Linked DNA regions of Sus scrofa: region 2 is linked to region 1. Evidence: chromatin contacts called from public HiChIP or PLAC-seq data. All regions are on one chromosome and are shown on one strand. Each heading gives the region's core, a stretch centred on a gene start, on an enhancer-like site or on the middle of the called end of the contact. The rest is flanking DNA. Distances are from core to core; before and after follow the strand shown. Region 1 holds the start of PLXNA3 (plexin-A3). Region 2 holds the start of RPL10 (ribosomal protein L10).

Region 1 (2,700 bases), core at 80-2,579:
ATGGCTGTGGCTCTGGCGTAGGCCGGCGCCTACAGCTCCAATTCGACCCCTGGCCTGGGAACCTCCATATGCCGCAGGAGCGGCCCAAGAAATGGCAAAAAGACAAATAAATTTTTAAAAACATTAAAAACAGAGTTATCGTTTGTCCCAGCAGTTTCACTCCTAAGTGGAAGGGAAACGATAACGCGTTCGCACAAAAACATAGAGAGGAATGTCTGTAGCAGCGTTGTTCACCCGAGCCGAAAGATGGAAACGACAGCAGTGCCTGCCAATTGATGAACGCATCAATAACAGTGGAATATCCAAGTAATGGAATATTCTTTGGCCCTAAAAAGAAACAAAGTCCTGATACAGGTCACAATATCAAAACATCATGCTCAGCGGAAGACCCCAGACGCCAAAGACCCAAGCGGATTGTGTGAATCCACTGCTGTGAGACGGCCAGAAGAGGGAAAGCCATCGGCCGCAAGTGGAGGAGTGGGCACCGGGGCCTGGGGTGGGGGCAGTGCGGCCGGCTGGAGGTGGGCTGTGCCAGGGCGGGTGAGAGGTGGACCAGCGAGGACTGATAGTGGGTACTCGGGGCTTTTCTTTGGGGGTGATGAAGACGTTTGCGGGTCTAATAATGTGGCTGGTTGCCCAACTTTGTGAATACACCAGACACTGGCCCAACGTGACACTGTAAATGAGCCACTGGCAGGATAGATGGATGCCATCTCAAGGAAGCCGTCTAAACCGAAAAGGCCAAGGAAACCAAGGCGATGAGAGAAACCGAGGGCCGCGCGTGGGGCAGGGCCCCGTGCGAATGGCCGACAGCTCCGAGGCCTCGCGCCGAGCCCGGGGTCACCGACCGTCGCAGGCAGAGGGGCCTCGGGGCCGCGAGGCCGTGGCAGGTGTGCGCCTGAAGGAAGGGCGGGGACGAGGAGCGCGGCGCGCGCGCGGCAGGTGGCCCCAGGCGCGCCCCCGAGCGCCGGGGCGGGGTCTGCGCGCGCCCGCGGCCCGAGGGGGTGTGGCGCGGGCGCGCGCGGGCGCGCGGTTCCCGGGGCTGCCCGAGCCGCCGGCCGCGACGAGGGGGAGAGACGCGCGCCGCGGCCGCGGCCCCGGCGCGAGGGGCGTCGGCTCGCGGGCGGGGACCCAGCGGCTCTCGGGGCCTGGCCTGCGCCCTGGGCCTCTCCCTGGCTCCGCGGAGAGCGGCCCTCGCGCGTGAGCCCCGCCGCTCGGTCCTCCCCGGGCGCCCCCGCCCGGCGCGGTGGTACGGTCCGGGTTTAAAAGGCCCCGGCGGCGGCGGCGGGCCGGCCCAGTGTGTGGGCGGCGGCGGCAGCGGCGCTGGCGCGCGGGCTGCGGGGTGCGGCGGCGGCGGCGGCGGCGGCGGGGCGCGCGAACGGGGCCGGTGTGGGGCTGGAGGGCGGCCCCCCGGAGCCAGCGGCGGCGAAGGGACAGGTAGGTGGCCGCCATCCCCTGCCTCCCGTGGGGGTCCCGCCTGCTCGGCGGCCCGGGGCTCCCGCAGCCCGGGGGTTCGGCTCAGCCCCGAAGGGGTCAGGGCCCGCCCGGGCCCCCTGCCTTCTCCGGGGCCAGCCCTGTGGGGGACCGACCCTTTGTGGCGGAGGAGCGGCCGCTGCAAGGGCTGATGCCGCGCCGCCCTCCATGGGGGTCCCTGTGGGTCCGCCGAGGGGGGCGTCCCTGGTGGGGGCAGGGCGAGCCGGGCCAGGAGCACAGCGCGGGGCACTGGGGAGTGGGCGCTGGAGCCGGGTCTCTGCGAGGGTCTGTCCCCTCCTAGGGCTCTGCTGGCCGGGCTGTAGCAGAGAGGTGGGGGAGCCGGTGATGCCCCAGGCTCTCACTTACAGGCTAAGGTTTGGGGTGGGCGCTTGGGCTGCCAGTCCTGCCTCTCCAGGTCTCCCAGGCCACCTGCCCAGGCCCATTCTTCCGCTTGTATTCCTGTGCCGCCGAGTGGAGGAGGTGAGGAGGGGATGAGGCCTCCTTCTCTTTCTTTCTTCTCCGGCTGTTGCATGGAGGGTCCAGGATTCGGACCTGACAAAAGAGCCCCAGAGAGATGATCAGTCTGAGCTGAAACTCGGCAGTTCCAGGCTGTGTCTGCTCCTTGTTCCAGCAAATGCATTTCCCCGCTTTCTTCTGTGCCTCCTTGGTTTGGGTCTCTGCACCCCCCCCACCCCGCCCCGGCCGGGTACCTTGTGTCTCCCTGGGGGCTTGGGCACTGAGAGCGGAGCCCTGAGCCCTGCCCTGTCCGCTGCCACGACACTGCTCTACTGGCTTGGTTGCCTGGAGCTGGTCGAGGGCTGGGTGTGGCCTAGGGGTGAAGACCCAGCCAAGCGCAGTACTGCTTCTGTGCGCCCCCAGCCCATCTCCCCAAGGTCTCAGCTGTATTGCGACCGTGGCCTCCTTTCCGTAGGGCTCCTCGGGCCCCCCTGCGTCTCCCTTTCCCCAGCGAACCTCTGGGTTTGGAGGAAGAGCTGCGCGGGGCTGCCTGGGCATCTGTCTGGCTGCGCCTGAGCAGAGCCTGACTTATGTCTGTCTCTGTGCGTGGCTGTGGGGGCAGGCGCGACTCGGCTTTGTGTTGCAGCCGGTATAGGCTACACAGCAGGCTCCTGGACAGCTAGCAGAGGGAGGCCTTGGGCAGGGAGGCAGCTGCGGCCAGGAACCTGGATGTGGCGTCCTGCGACTGGTCTCAGGCTTCGAAGCCTTGGG
Region 2 (2,733 bases), core at 165-2,664, 55 kb before region 1:
CATTGAGAAAGCCATTAGAGCAGTCTGAAAAGACTGCAGTGCCTCTAGGAAGGCAATAGTTGGGCAGCCTGCTACAGCCCTGCTTTATGTGTATAACCCTAAACGCTCTAGTCTGGGAGCCCAGCACCTGACTTGAGCTCCCCCAGGGAAAGTCACATCTTCTCATCCAGTTTCCAGACCCAGATGACCCTGTTGGAAAGGGAGGCTCTGTTCCCTGGGACGGACCCTACCCTGTTGCTGGAAATGCATGCCACAAATCTCCCCAAGTTTTCCTAAAGAAAACATTCTCTAAAGTTACAGGTAGTCCTAGAGAACAGGTGAGTCATGCCTGTTAGGTAGCATGGGGAAGACCTTGTTACTTTCCTGCTGTCCCTACCTCCAGATCGTGGTCACCTCTGCTTTGGATCCCTGCTGACATGAGCACTAGCTCTGCACACTTCTCTGGATACCATTCTTGGACAGACAGGGGAAGGATCTTTGCTTTATCTCAAAACATCTCAGAGGCACACTCAGGAGGCGCTAGAAGACACTGTGTGTGTTTGGGGGGGGGGGATGCCGCATCCTGGTCCCTTGGGAGGGTAGGAGCTTTCAGGAGCACGGATCAAGGCAGCTTTCAGAAGCCAGAACTCGGGCGCAGCTGAAGTGACAGTGCTCCTTTGCTAACTGGGTGTGGTCGCCACCTTCCTTTTCCTCTTCTCCAAGTCACTCTGGAGAGCATAACGTCTAATTTTCTCCGCTGTGGAGGGGTAGGCTCAATGGTGGTCACGGGGTCTCCAGAGCCCTGGACCTTTGTGGCCGCATTTCCTTGGCTTTTCTGGCGGGAGGGCATACGCCCCGCCCCGGGTCTCCAGGGAACGGGGACTTGGCTCGCAACAAAGTGGGTGCCAAGACTCCTCGTTTAGGACAGGGAGGACGGGGGTGGGGTTGGGCGGGCCTCCCGGTCCACAAAGGAACGATGGCCGAAGCTCCATTAGGGTGCGTCCCTGCCGAGCCCTGGAACCGCACGGGGGAGGCACAGAGGGCTCGTCCCAAGCCTCACGATGCCAGGGGACAGGTGTGCGGCCGCCGCGAGCCCCATTCGGGAGTACTTTCTTCCAGTGCTAGGAACAGATGTCTTTTATAGTTACGGCGAAGCCTCGGGCAAGAATTTTACGCCCAAGATGGCCAACCGGAAGCTGGCTCCTCGAGCCGATGTGGCGAAGCCCCATTCGCCAGTCTGCCGCTCACGGCCGGGTGCTCAGCCGCCTTCCCGCTCTGCGCATGTGCGCAGGCACGCCCGTACACATGCGCAGAGCACCGCCGCGTCTATGGTCCGGAAGTCTAACAGAGCGTCTCCTCGCCCGCCCCCAGACTCTATGGTTCCTACCCGTGAAGATAGACCGCCTATATAAAGGATGCGCAGGCGTGGGAGCGCCTCTTTTCCTTCGGCGCGGTGAGTAGTCGCGGGATCAGGCCGTGGCGGTGTCCTTGCCGTTTCTGTCTCCTCCCTTGAGGCCTGTGTTCGTCTTTTCTTCCGACTTTGTCTGTTTCGTTGCAGCCACTGAAGATCTTGGTGTCGCCATGGGCCGCCGCCCCGCCCGGTGGTGAGTGCCTAGTCCATGCAGTTTTGCTGCTGGGAAAAGGGAGGGAGAACTGCATTTGGCTACTAAAAGTAGCCATGGGGTGGGGTCTCCCTTTTGCGCCTTTCCTGCCCTGGGAACAGACTCCGCGTTTTCCCCAGTACCATCCGGGTCGCTTTAGGCCTTTGTTTAAACTGTCTTTTTTAAAAAGTAAGTTCAGGCTGCTATTTGTCATTTATGTTTCTCCGATTTTGTTCGAGTTGCGGGTTGGACCTACACGGCATACGCTGCCCCAGTTTCGGGCTACAATGGAAACCGCCTTGCATCTCGCCCTCTGTTCTCGAAATGCGCTGGCTTTTTAAGCTCAGTGCTCTTTCTGGGCCTTTGTATACCATCCTCATCTTATTTCCAGGCGACGTGCCGTTCAGGCTCCTCCGAGGCCAAGGGCAGTCCCGGAAAAGCTCAGCCGCCTCGTGTGCCCTGCAGGGGGCGCCGGGAGCCCTTCACGTGGCTCAGAGAAGGACTCATTGCCACGTGCCCAAACGTCTTTAGGTAGATGAAATGAAATGTTTACATGGTCTGTTTCAAAGCGTTGGCCTCATAGGAAGTGTAAAGACCAGCAGGGGATGGAGGATATGCTGGCGTTCCTTTATAAGCTCCCGGATCGGGTGTCCTAACTTTTGGCTACATCTTGCTTTAGGGCAAATCTCCAGGAGTGGAGACATAACTTAGAGATGGACGTGTGTCATCTCACCTTTCCCAGCTCCCCTTTTGGTCTTAACTTGAGGTAGCACTCAGAGTGCCCATTGAGGCCTTCGTTTGTGAATCTTTACAAGCCTGGGTCTTTTCTGCCTTCCGCAGTTACCGGTATTGCAAGAACAAGCCGTACCCAAAGTCTCGGTTCTGCCGAGGTGTCCCTGGTAAGTAGCGGGAAGGCTCTCAACCTTCTACGGCCGCACGGACTCAGTTGCCTGTGGCACCCCCGACGCTAACCAGAGTTGTTTCTTCAGATGCTAAGATCCGCATCTTTGACCTGGGGCGGAAGAAGGCAAAAGTGGATGAGTTTCCGCTCTGTGGCCACATGGTGTCAGATGAGTACGAGCAACTCTCCTCTGAAGGTGAGGCCGGGCTCCTTGCTCATCGTCCCAGTCAGAGCTAGACCTCGCTCTGCTGG

The links. HiChIP or PLAC-seq counts read pairs in DNA pulled down with a chosen protein or histone mark.
Region 2: a contact with region 1 is called in an H3K27ac HiChIP or PLAC-seq map of alveolar macrophages. The contact joins the promoter of RPL10 here to the promoter of PLXNA3 in region 1. A contact is called at or near these places in 1 of 5 promoter capture datasets (fetal liver), 2 of 47 Hi-C or Micro-C datasets (blood and embryonic fibroblasts) and 1 of 2 datasets of contacts at active chromatin or transcription factors (alveolar macrophages).

Annotation. Positions count from the first base shown.
Region 1 is chrX:124,980,978-124,983,677 of Sscrofa11.1, forward strand. PLXNA3 (plexin-A3) reads left to right here and starts at 1,330. Exons shown (of 34, transcript XM_021080740.1): 1 at 1,330-1,437.
Region 2 is chrX:124,925,835-124,928,567 of Sscrofa11.1, forward strand. It overlaps RPL10 (ribosomal protein L10), which reads left to right and starts at 1,415. Exons shown (of 6, transcript NM_001044543.1): 1 at 1,415-1,583; 2 at 2,421-2,479; 3 at 2,570-2,677. The coding sequence starts at 1,561.